Regions from separate parts of the Mus musculus genome. Here region 2 is linked to region 1. Evidence: chromatin contacts called from public promoter capture Hi-C data. All regions are on one chromosome and are shown on one strand. Each heading gives the region's core, a stretch centred on a gene start, on an enhancer-like site or on the middle of the called end of the contact. The rest is flanking DNA. Distances are from core to core; before and after follow the strand shown.

Region 1 (6,502 bases), core at 3,343-5,842:
AAGGTGTCATGATGCGGAGGAGGGAATTACACAGTCAGAGAGGAAGTAAAGAGACATGGAGGAGATGGGCTTGTTCTTTTTATGACAACTTGCTGTCAAGGTTACAAACAGGAGTTCCACAAAAGTGCATTAATCCCTTCAAATCCCTCAGAGCCCCAACCACCTCCCACCTCTGAAGATTCCATCACCTCAACACTGCAATGTTAGGGAACCCAGCAGATGGCTCTCTGAGAGACATGCTTAAAGCCAATCCAGTCTATAGGAATATGCAAGACAGAAATTTGCCTCCAAACAAGGAGCCATAAGAGAAGGTTTCCTCTGAAGGAATGACCCATCCATCTGTGAGACCTGACTGTGCATCCCAGGGTCAGCCATGCGAGGAAGCACACATTCCTAGCAGATGTGTGGATCAGGCTGGGAGCAGAACGTTCAGGCCGGAGGTGGGAAAGAATGTGTGCCTCTTCCTAGCAGGAACTCGAGAGTCATGGAACTTTAGACGTGTCAATAATGTAAAAATCCCATCCTGGAGTGAGAAAAATGACTCTGTGAGTAGTAATTGGTGTGTAAGAAGGATGAGGACCAAAGGTCAGATCCACAGCACCTAGGTAAAAAGCTGGGCATAGGCACACACGCATCTTTAACCCTAGCACGGTGAGGGACAGCGCATGCATGCACACAGACAGACATACACACACACATACACAGACACATAGACACACACACACGGAGAGACGCACACACTCAGAGACACAGACACACACACAGACACCATCTCATCTAATTTACACAAACAGCAGCTAAGGATTAACCCTGACCCACAAGTGACATGTGTCTTGTTTGATTCATAATTTAAAATAAGTGTAACCTTTAAAATTACAGGAGTTTGCTTATGTCATTTTATTTTAGAGGCAGGGGCTTGCTCTTTAACCAAGGCTGGCCTTGTACTCACACTCCTCTTGCCTCGGCTTCCTACATCCTGGGATAACAGACATATATTACCCCATCAGCTATCCTTTTCCTCAGGGCTTTCAACTGGAAGTCAGGATGGAGCAAGCACCTGTCCTCTCTCTCTGTGGTGGCTTTGTCCTTCCTGGGATAGAACTATTCACTTTTTTTTAAAAATCAGGTTCTTGATAACTTTTGAAAATTGGACAGTCTGTCTGCCCTGGGTGACCAACACGTCCCTGTAGCAGTAACCAGAGCTGAGGGGGTGGGGTGGGGGTGGGTTATGCTCTTTGAATACTGCTTTTGTGCTCAGACTTTCCCACAGTCCCTGGCTGGCCTGCTTCAGTGCTTCCCTGAACCCGCCTGGACTCTGCCTTTGAGTTTCCAGCTGGTGCTGGACCAACCTGTTCGTTTTTCCCAGATAAGAAAGAGATGCCCAGAGAACCAGGGGACTTGCCCATCTGTGCTGCTCTTTCTAACGTCGATCAGAGCTTGGTGCCGTTTCTGCACAGTCCTTCCCCCGTCTCAGACCTTTTCCCTTAAATGGCGAGATTAGCTCAGCAAAGGAAATGGATTTGGAGCATAAGCGCACACTCGAAGGAAATTATGGGAAGGGCAGGAAAAGGCAAAGGTGAGAGAACTGGGAGCGAGATTTAGAGGCTGGCTCTCGGGAGGCTTCGGTGGAAGTTATTAATGAGAGGAAACGGAAGGAAGAGAGTGAGGGGTTGCGTGTAATAAGGACAAACGAGAAAAGCACAAGAGAAGAGCTAAGGTCAGATGAGGAGAAAGAATTAAGCCCTGAAATTGTCTGCTTCCAGAGAGATATCATGGGAACCCCTGAGGGACACTGGCGAGAATAAACTCCAAAATAAAAACGGATCTGGAAAAAAGAGAGAGATTTTTTTTCTTAAGATTTTTTTTATCTTGGTGTGAAAAAAAGAAAAATAGAAGGCTGGAGAGATGGCTAGTTATTTATGCTTGCTGTACAATCATGAGGACCCGTGTAAACGGCCAGGTATCCTATAGTTCACGTTTACGCGTAGCAAAGAGTGAGACAGAGACAGAAAGATCACTAAGACTTCCTGTTTTCCAGCCTCGCTGAGAAGATGCAAATCCCTGGTTCAGCATGAGAAGACCCTGACGCTGAGAAGATGCAAGCCTTCTCCTGCTGCTTCAGCAGGAGACCCTGACTCAAAGGAGTAGGGGAAAAGCTAAAAGAACACCAGGTTCCTTCTTCCGGCTTACACATGCATGCATAGCTGTGTGCACGTGTGTGTGTGTGTGTGTGTGTGTCCTCCCCACAACACACACAAATAAATACATATAAATAAGGAAATATTTTTCTTCTTTTATAGCACATCGGGAGAAATGGCTCAGAGATTAAGGGCACTTCCTGCTTTCCAGGAGGACCGGAGTTCGCTTCCCAGCCCCCATATCAGGGGTTTCACAACTGTGTTAGCTCTAGCTCCATGAGATCTGCCCCCCTTCTTCTGGCCTCTCAGGGCATCTGTACAGGCACACTGATACATACATAAAAATAAAAATAAAAATAAAGTAATTTTTAAAAAATGGTGAGGGGAGGAAGCTTTTCAGGGCTTCCTGAGAAATTACTAATGGAAGGAAATAAAACTATTCTCTGAGTGAATAAGCCTCCAGAAATGAACAACCACCACAACAACAAAGGGGATTCAAGCTGAAACTGAAACAAACCTACTATAGATTGGATAAAAAGTGCCACCACCACCACCACCACCAAAGGCTGATGATGTATAGTAGGCCGGGTCCCCAGCTGGTGGTGCTGTTGGGAAATTCTGGACATCTCAGGAGGCAGAAGGTTGCTCCCTAGAAGGTCACTGGGAGCATGGCCTTGGGATCTGTATCTTGTTCTGAGTCCCTTCTGCCTCCGTTCTGACCACCACCAGACCAACAATCCTCTTCTTTTAATCCTGTGGGGTGTGTGTGTGTGTGTGTGTGTGTGTGTGTGTGTGTGTGTGTGTGTGTGTGTTTGTGTAACCAACTGTTGGTGTTAGACGACAACCTCTGTGATTCAGTTCTGTCCTTCCATCATGTGTTATAGAGATTGCACTCAGGGCAACAGACACACAGCAAGTATTTTTACCAGCTCATCCACCTCAGCAGCCTTAGCATTGGTTCTTCTTCTTCTTCTTCCTCCTCCTCCTCCTCCTCTTCTTCCTCCTCTTCCTTTTCCTCCTCTCCTTCTTCCTCATCTTCTTCTTGTTCTCCCTCCTCCTCTCTCTCTCTCCTTTTCTCCTTTTAAAGATCTGTTTACTTTTTACCTCTGTGTGTGTCTGGGGGTAAAGAGTATGTCAACTTGAGTGCAGGTGCCCTGGAAAGCCAGAGGCACTGGATGCCCCTGGAGCTGGAGTTAACAGGCCATCCAGTGTAGGTCCTGGGAATCAAATTCAGGTTATCTGAAAGAGCATTCTGCTGATAACCAGCAAACCATCTCTCCAGCACCCAACTTTGCTTCTTCCTGCCTCCTTTCCAGGATGCTCAGCCTCACCACAACTCAGAAACAATGGAGCCCATGTGCCAGGGACTGAAACCTGAAAGCAAGCACCTAAGTAAATCTCTCTTCCCCTTAGTACTGAGTTCTATCAGGTACATGATAATAGGTAGGGTGGTCATTTTGAATTAATGATAATTAACAACCCTCGGGGACAGTAAAAGCTAGTTGGGAGGAATTTCCTAACTGTCTAAATTTGTAAAGAAGATGCACATTCAGGACATCACCTCTGTAAAGGAAGAGAGATGCTCACAGACAATTCCCTCTGGAAGCCACATATGCATAACAAGACAACAATACCACCCTCTTCCACCTCCACCCCAGTACTGGCCTCCTTCTCCCAGAGGCCTAGAACCACTTCCCCTTTGTTTAGTTCAAAATGCTGCAGTAGCCTTCATCCCCCATGCCTCTTTTCTTCCCATGTCTTGGGAAACTCTGCTAAGTACGGAGGTGCATAGTTAAACTGTTAATTCTCTTATTAGTCTGTCTTTTTTGAAGCCTGGGTCTTTAGGGAAGAGGCAGCACTTTCTTACTGAAGTCAGCATCCTGGATTTCTATCTGTCGAGTCCAGGTGAATATGTATGCTGTGTCTTTTCCCTTCCAAATTCCATCTAGAGGGAAACTTTTGTAAGACTTGGTTGTTCCTGGTGCCTAGATGTGGTGGTTAAGTATTCTGAGCACTGGTCCTTAGCCTCCCAGAAAGCCCTTCTTTTCCTTTGCTCCTGTTTCTTCTGTCCTTTTAAAAATAATAATAATTAATAATAATAACACCAACAACAATGACCAGAATACTCATGGGTTAAAATGCAGACATACTCCAAAGCCTGTTCAAGCCAGTCTCACAAACTGGGGATTTCATGGGTAGGATCATGGCATGTCTGTTTAGACTATCTTTGCTGTGGGATACCAGTTAAAATACACACACACACACACACACACACCCCTTGGATGAGATCTTCCTTTTATCTTTTGTTGTGAAAGTTTGGCAGAGTAACCGCCACAGTCTCTCGGAACCAGTCTAGTTTCTGCTGGCTGAGCGGGCTTGAGTTGTCGTAAGTCAGGTGGTGAGCGGGCAGGCGAGGCACCCCAGACACAGGGTGCTCAGGTAGCATTTCCTTTGTGTAAGTGTGTCAGCTGCCGCTGGAGTTTGCTTTAATAAGGAGCCCCGCCCATAGGGGGGCTCTGCTGTCTGCTTGTGTTGCTTTGTTTGTCCTGGAAACAGTCGGGTCCCTGTACCCAGTCACCCAGATCAGTGGATCTGAAACTCCTGAGGGAGACTAGAGTTTTCTTACTTCTTGTTGGCCATAACAGTCTTTGCTGCCTACCTTATTTTTAATTGAATTAAATTTAAATTATTTTTTTAACAATTTCACATACTTTATACACTGATCAGTCACCTCTCTCTCCTGCCTCCCACCACTGTCCACTCTCTCTCTTCCCCAGAATCATCTCTCTCTCTCTCTCTCTCTCTCTCTCTCTCTCTCTCTCTCTCTCTCTCTCCCTCTCCCTCTCCCTCTCCCTCTCCCTCTCCCTCTCCCTCTCCCTCTCTCTCAAGTTCACATCTTTTAGTTTTGTTTCGTGACCCATGCAGATTAACCAGAGACATCTGTGTGGCTGTGGATTTAGAGCGAGCCATTGGAGCCTGATGGGCTGGGCAGTGGGTTCAGAACTAGAGACAATGATTCCTGCTTTCTTGGAATCTCTGAACAGCCAGTATTTCAGAGGCGGGGGGTGGGGGGGGGTGGGGGTGGGCTCCACCTTCCTTGACTGTTGATAGGACTGGTCCTCTGGGCCAGTGAAGGTAACCACAGATGACTTGAGATACAGTAGCTGTACTGAGTCTAAAGAAGCACATTTCGTAGCTCTTTACCGTATCTTCTAGCCTTTCAACTCTTCCCATTCTCTCTGCTAAATCGTTCCCTGAGCCTTAAAGATGGAGTAACTGACTTGCTTAAGGCAAGGCCTTCATCTGCATCTGACCTGCCATCATCTCTGCATTGCCACTGTTCCTTGTCAGGGAAGGTTCTGTGATTCAGCCTGGGAACCACTTACTTCTGTGTGCTGGTCCACGTATAGGTACGTAGAAGGCGGTTGGCTGCTATGTCAGTGTCATTAGCAATTACAACTCAGCTTCCCATGGGAGGGGGCAGCAGTCATCTTTATTCCCGGCACTCTGAAGGCAAGCCAGGGAGATCTCTAAATTCCAACCCAACTTGGTCTACAGTGTGAGTTCCACTCACAGCCAGAACTACAGGTGAAACCCTGTCTTGAAAACAAACAAAACAAACAAACAAACAAAAACTCTCAGCTTCCCTCAGGGGCCTACTTCCTCCCGAGGTCCGCCTAAACCTTTCCGTCATTCCACAGTCTTCCTATCTTTCTTTTTATCTATGTATTACTATCTCATCTCCCTTAAGGCAGCCCTTCCCCCTGTTCACTTCCTCCTTTCCTGGCTTTGCACAGGGGATGCATTAGAGATTGCATCCTAAAGAGTTGAAGCACATCTCACTTGAAGAGAGAACATGAGGCATTTATTTGTCCTTAGGGCCCACAATGACCACAATTAGAATAATGTTTCCAATTCTATCCACTTACTGTTATTGTTTGTTTTGAGACAGGGTCTGATTCTATAGCCTAGGGTGGTCTCAAACTCCCTAGATAGGGGAGAGAGGATGACTGTGACCTCCTGGTCGTCCTGCCCCCATCTCCCATGTGCTGGGATCATATGTGTGTGCTACCACATGCAGTCAGGAGTTATTAGTTTCTCCTTGGCAGCAACTCTGGGTCTCAGGAAAGGGGAAGTTTCCATTGTAGGTTTTATGGAGCCATGCCTTGGATCCAGGGCTGTCAACAGAAAGGCTTATTGGCTTAAAATGGCCCTCTAACAGGGAAGCCTTGAGAAATTTGGACTTCTAAATCTAAAAGCGTTTTCTTTTTCAAAACACCTTCATCTTAAAACAAACGTTCAGTTGGTATCTGTGATAAAATACATTTAAAGAAAAAAGTTATAGCCATTTATAAGTATACTTA
Region 2 (6,582 bases), core at 3,961-6,460, 570 kb after region 1:
AAATTTCCAAATCCTACAGGCCTGCCCATCCTCCAGTGGGGATTCAGGCAGAAGTCAGAAGCTCAAGCTATAAACAGGCTTTTTATCACTCAAATGAGATTTGGAGATACCCAACACGACAGCTGGTCTTCCTTCAGTCCTTTGTTCAAAAATTAGTCTACTTACACATTCAGACTTTATACTGACTCAGCAAGTAACCTCAACTTAGTCTAGCAGTCACAAACACAGTCTGGTGTGTGTGTGTGTGTGTGTGTGTGTGTGTGTGTGTGTGTGTGTGTGTGACCAAGGAGATGGCTCAGTAGGTTAAAACACTTGCAACCAAACCTGATGATCTGAGTTGAATCTCTGGAGACCCTCATAGTCATGGTGCCACAAGAGTAATGCATGAACTTTCTTTCTCTCTCTCTCTCTCTCTCTCTCTCTCTCTCTCTGACAGACAGACAGACAGACAGACAGACAATTGTGACGACAAGATAAAAGAGAGAAGAGCTAGAATAAGCTTTTTTATATCACTGAAAATGAGCTGAAAATTCCAATCTGAAATATGAACGTCCTATTTGTATCTGTCTATATGTTTATATGCATCCATCTATGTAAGCTATTTTCCTACCTGTGGATGGTATTAACAGATATATTTTAAAATTCCTTAAAGAAACTCTGTTTAGAGTGGCTTAAACATAAGTAAGTAATTTTATAAATTAAACATTCCTAAGATATTCGAAATGTACCTTCAAAAGTATTTTTAGAGGAACTAACCCAAATGTTTTAAGAATCCAAGTTAAGGCCAGTCATTACAGGCTCTTGTCTGTAATCCTAACACTCAGGAAGCTACAACAGGAGGACTTCTAGCCAACCTGGGATACAAATCAAATCTGAGGAAATCACACGATCTAAAAAATAAAGAGCTAAGTAAGTTAAAGTAAATTTGGGCAATCTGGCAAGAGAGACTAATTAAATATTGTTGGTTTAATAAAATTTACCCAGGAATGTGGTTCAGCAAAGCATTCACATCTACAAGGTCCCAGGTTCAGTTTCCAGCACAAAAGAGATAAAAAATAAAATGCTACAAGTGGTAATTTGTATCTGTATTCTATGTCTTCTAAGTTTCTGTATGATACTAGCATTATTTATTTTGCTTGGATAATATTCTACTAAACTCCCAAGATACAAAGCACATGAAACTGAAGAAGAACAAAGACCGAAGTGTGGACACTTTGCCCCTTCTTAGAATTGGAAACAAAACACCCATGGAAGGAGTTACAGAGACAAAGTTTGGAGCTGAGACAAAAGGATGGACCATCTAGAGGCTACCATATTCGGGGATCCATCCCATAATCAGCTTCCAAACGCTGACACCATTGTATACACTAGCAAGATTTTGCTGAAAGGACCCAGATATGGCTGTCTCTTGTGAGACTATGCCGGGGCCTAGCAAACACAGAAGTGGATGCTCACAGTCAGCTATTGGATGGATCACAGGGCCCCCAATGGAGGAGCTAGAGAAAGTACCCAAGGAGCTAAAGGGATCTGCAACCCTATAGGTGGAACAACAATATGAACTAACCAGTACCCCCGAAGCTCATGTCTCTAGCTGCATATGTATCAGAAGATGGCCTAGCCGGCCATCAGTGGAAAGAGAGGCCCATTGGTCATGCAAACTTTATATGCCCCAGTACAGGGGAACGCCAGGGACAAGAAGTGGGAGTGGGTGGGTAGGGGAGTAGGGGTGGGAGGGAGGGTATGGGGGACTTTTGGGATAGCATTGGAAATGTAAATGAGAAAAATACCTAATAAAAAATTTTTTTAAAAATATTCTACTAAACTTTAACAGGTTAGTTCCAAATAAGCAAATAAAACACCTGCATTTGCAGTTAGCTGAAGTGATTAATCTAACAAACTCTATTTTAAGAGCAATTATGTATTGAAATAAACCAACGTGAGGCTAGGAAAAAGCTCAGTTGATGAAGTGCTTGCTACATAACAAATTCCCATCTCCAGAACCCATATGAAAAGCCGGGTATAGCAGTACAATTTAATTCCAGTGCTGAAGACGGAGGTGGGTGAATGCCTAGGGTGGGTAGATCCCAGGATTACGGCAGCATGGCTGAATTAATGACCTATCCGTTCAGTGAGAAATCCAATCTCAAAAAAACATGTGAAGAACAACTGAGGAAGATACCCAGCACTGATCTCTGGTCTCCAGATGTGCAACACTACATGTGCTGACATATGCGTGCACATATACATACAGATATGTGCATGCACACACACCATACACTAACCTAATGTGAACACAGTATCCAAAATCTTTGGTACTAATAAAACTTCAGATTTGTGCTACAATAGTTCATAGGTGTTTATTACCCATCTAGATCATTTTAGTTAAACTATACTGAAACATGTTTTCTACTTACATAGTTTCTTATTTTTATGGTAGAAGAACTAAATCTATGAACTTATTAAAGAACACTTATTTTGAAAAGTAGTACTGGGCTAGGAATACAGCTCAGTGGTAGTATGTGTAAGGCCCCAAGTATGAATCTCAGCACGACAAAAAAAAAACTAATAATAATAAAAATTCTAAGAGAGAAAAGAAAAGTTATATTGTTGGGAAACATCTGGCTATAAAAAAAGGTGAAAGATGTGTATTCTTAAGTCCTATTAGTCTACTATGAAATGCTGATGTGCAAGTTTCATAATTAAGGTCCAAGTAACTTTGTCTTAAAGTATCAGTTGCTGCAATTACACAAGTTATAATTTTATATGCAAATGAAACTATTAAAAATAGTGACACACAGAACAATTTCATATGTAAGATATGCAGGCTATGTCTTTGGGAAGGGAAAAGACAACAGTTTTGTGCTAAAGGCAAATGTTCCAAAATGAGTTTGAGGAAAATGTTGGACAAAATCTAAATGGCTATAAAAGTTTTTAATTTAATCATGACAAAGGAATTTTGTTCAAATTGGCTGGAATCCAATGAGTTTATATAAGAGTTTCTTTGGAATCCTTTTGAAAAATTAAGATTTTGGTGTTCTCTGTTAAAATTGCCAAATTCAGAGGTATGAGATTAAAGCGGATTTAAAAGGCTTGCCTCTGCCTTCTTAATAACTGTAATAATCCCTGTGGACAGCATATGCTCTCTATCTTATCTTATTCTCCATGCTAATGCTGGCTTTATTATGTGCTGGATTGTTTAAAACAAAAACAAGCAAACAAAAACCCCATTTAGGAACTAGGATTTTTTTCTAACCATTGGACTACCTACCTATTTAAAAATCACATTCAGTGTGATTAAAACCAAGTATCACCCTGCCCTTTCATAACCAAATCCTAAATAAAGTGTGTCTAACATACTGCCTTTAAGATTCTCAGAGGACCCGACATATCACAAAGAGCTTCTTTTTTTTTTACAGAGTTTTTTTTTTTTAAAACATATAAAAGTCCAAAGTCGTCAATAATAGTGCTTATCTGATCAAACGCCAGAATTCTATTGGTAAGCGCTGTCAAAAGCAAGCTTATCCTCCCTAGGTTACAGGAGTGTAAGCAAGGGATTATTAATTACTCTGAATTCAAAAGATGCACACAAAAATGAAATTACTAGAAATTAACGATGTGTTACTCGGGTCGGCTTTGCTTGGTGTCAAGACTACATACAGTGCAGTGCAGTCCAATTATACCTTTGGTTCAATGTTAACTTGGCCACAGTTAATTACTTTAATTTGAATGCAGTAACTTCTAGGTAGACCAAGGTTCTTAGCTGAGAACACATGTCATTAACTTAAGGAATTTTACTGTATGGACATGAAATGTCTATTCCAAACCTACAAAGTCTTTTTATTATTTTAAGGTTTACATATTCTTGATGTATTTTATGTTTGCTTGTTATTTTGAGAACACTATGTCTGATGCTTGTTACAAATCTTTAGTTTTTTCTCTCTGAAAAAGTTATATTCATCTAAATCCACTTATCAGATGTACTGCCCACGCCTCTTCTAAAGTTAACCAGTCGGCTCTCAGTCATCTTACAACTTTTCTGGCTGACCCAATTTGGTGGGCATGCCTCAAAAAACCACCACACATACTTGCCAACTGCATTGTTTTTGTAGCAACCATTCAGATTTTTTTTTTCACCTTTAAAATTATCGGTAAAGGGTTAGTCATGCCATGTGATTTATTCTGTCATCTACCCTGATGCTTCCTGGGACACACTTGCAAATTAGCAAATATTCACCTTCAATTAAAAAAAACAGTTGACACTGAAAAAAAGTTATTGTGTGCCAGGAGACCTTTGTGCGCAGGTATCTAAGGGCATCACTTTGAGATCACACAAGAAGACGGAGTCAGGATTTCTAAACAGCTGGTAGATAAACAGATGGGTTCATGAAGCAAAACAAGAATTAATTACACAGAGCTGAATGAGCTGTTAAAGGGTGAATGTGGGATTTGTTTACAATATTACTGGTGCTTTAATGTCCTACTTCCTGGGTGAAGTAATCTCTCAATCTCTCAATCTCTCAATCTCTCTCTCTCTCTCTCTCTCTCTCTCTCTCTCTCTCTCTCTCTCTCTCAGATTTTCTATTACTGTTAACAGTCTAAGCCTTTATAATCTAAATTATCCTTTCTCCTTGCCTATCTCCTCAGTTCCAGAGCCCCTCCTGAATATAACTGTTTGCCTAGCTTCAGTCTGCCTCCAACTGGAAGAACCATGGGTGTCATTTTCAAAGTGCTGCTTTAATCTCATGGCACCAGACATTTTTAAGGAGTGTCAGTCCAGTTGAATTTAAAGGCTATGTTCAGAGCTTTCCTGGAAACTTGTCCTACTATGTAGCTCACAGAGTTCCAGCTTCATGAGTACATTAAGGATGGTCACTTCCTGACAGCCCCAAAATCTCACAGTATTTAGAGAACATCTGAAAGATGGGACTTAACCTAAATCTCATAGGTCCAAGAATTGACACCTGATGTTGAGTTCTTCCCTTACAATCCCTCGCTTCAAGAGACTTTTAAAGAATCTGAGAGTCCTTTAAAAGTTCTGACCAAAGTCATCAAACGACCCATTAGATGTGTGGCAAAATACTATTCCTGTCACACCCATGAGAGCAATCGGCCAAATCAAATGTAACTAACGTCACAACCTCTTGTTCTATCTCCAAAGGAGCCAGGTTTTGTTCTGAACAACGGAGATTCTGACAAGTGCATGCAGTTCCCCACTGACTAGGCTTGACCAAACTTCACAGACTTCTCTCCTCCAACAAGCCCTTAAACTCTGGCTCACCCTAAGCTTAGCAAGCAGATGTACAACTTTCTTCCTCAATTCCAAGTGTCAGCTGACCAGACAAAACCAGAATTTTCCAGTTAGACAATTTTGATCATGCAATCTGCGTACCCCTCTCCTCTTGGCCCAACTCCCACAGAGCTCCTGCCGGCCTTCTGGCCCTTCCCTAGGAAGTGTTTTTGTAGTTGGTGTTGAAACAGGCGGAGATGCTAAGGAAAGCACTTCTGCTGAAATGAACCGCTCCTTTACCCAAGTACATATCTGTCTTTATATGCAATCCTATAACAAACTGTCTACTTACAAACTCCAAAACTCTTATTATTGTCCTCTATCAAAAGTGATTAGATGGGTGTGGTGACATTGCCTGTAACTCCAGCTACTTAAAAGGATAAGAAAATTCATTTGAGCCCAGAAGTTCAAGGTCAGCGTGGGCAACGTACCAAGCCCTGTAACCATAACAATAAACATGATGGTACAGTCACATAATCCTAGATGAGATGAGAGGATTATGAATTACAAACCAACCTAGGCTCATGGTGAGACCCTGCCTTTACTAAAAGACTTGGGTAAAAAGATAAAATTGATACCTACAGGAAGCACTGAAAGTGGAACTTCTGTTCACAGTACTAGCAACCCAGCCTGATTTTAGCCGCCCACCTTTCTAATTACGTGAAATGAATTTCACACAGGATTTCTAGGCTCTTTTATCTTCTTCTAAATGTGAGTTTAGTAGTATGAACTCAGCATATGTGACTATCGAAATGGTTTAACTAAGAGCTAGGAGGATGGCTCAGTCAATACACTGCTTGCTGCTCAAGCATGAGACCCAGAACTCAGGTTAAAAAAAAAAACAAAAAACAAAAAACTAGACAGCAAAGACAAGCAGTCCTTGGAGCTCTTGGATAGCAAGTCTAGCCAAATCTGTAAGATCAAAGTTCACTGAGAGACTGCCTCAAAGTGTAAGGTGGGGAACAACAGAAGAAAACACCCAACATCAACCTCTGGCCTCTGCATGCATCTCTCTCTCTCTCTCTCTCTCTCTCTCTCTCTCTCTCTCTCTCTCTCTCTCACACACACACACACACACACACACACAATATGGCTTAACTATGACAGGGCTATTTATAAGTCAAAAGAGAGAAGCAAGAAATGCTAATAAGTGTCTAGATAAATCTCAGCAGCCCATGGAAATGATATTCCACAATCTTTTTCAATAACCTCAATGGGTTTCTGCCATGTGTAGTGAGTGACACTCGGCCCAGCACTTCAGAGGCTGAGTCAGGAAGACTCCAAGTCCCTGCCCA

The links. Promoter capture Hi-C pulls out the DNA fragments that hold promoters and counts their contacts.
Region 2: a contact with region 1 is called in a promoter capture Hi-C map of embryonic stem cells, with 2.9 times the contacts expected there. The contact joins two enhancer-like sites. A contact is called at or near these places in 3 of 39 promoter capture datasets (the HPC-7 cell line, embryonic stem cells and stem cell-derived epiblast-like cells), 3 of 115 datasets of contacts at active chromatin or transcription factors (embryonic stem cells, forebrain and large pre-B cells) and 2 of 9 other capture datasets (embryonic stem cells and liver).

Annotation. Positions count from the first base shown.
Region 1 is chr6:133,983,604-133,990,105 of GRCm38.p6, forward strand. No RefSeq gene overlaps it. Among named protein-coding and RNA genes, the nearest start is that of Gm46977, 48 kb to the right of the region's middle. Within about 2 kb of position 4,593, at least 16 of the 459 cell types and tissues checked have an H3K27ac peak or open chromatin away from gene starts, as enhancers often do. A contact at or near this core is called in embryonic stem cells, where this site is marked.
Region 2 is chr6:134,551,046-134,557,627 of GRCm38.p6, forward strand. The region is part of intron 1 of Lrp6 (low density lipoprotein receptor-related protein 6); the gene reads right to left. Among named protein-coding and RNA genes, the nearest start is that of Lrp6, 13 kb to the right of the region's middle. Within about 2 kb of position 5,211, at least 42 of the 459 cell types and tissues checked have an H3K27ac peak or open chromatin away from gene starts, as enhancers often do. A contact at or near this core is called in embryonic stem cells, where this site is marked.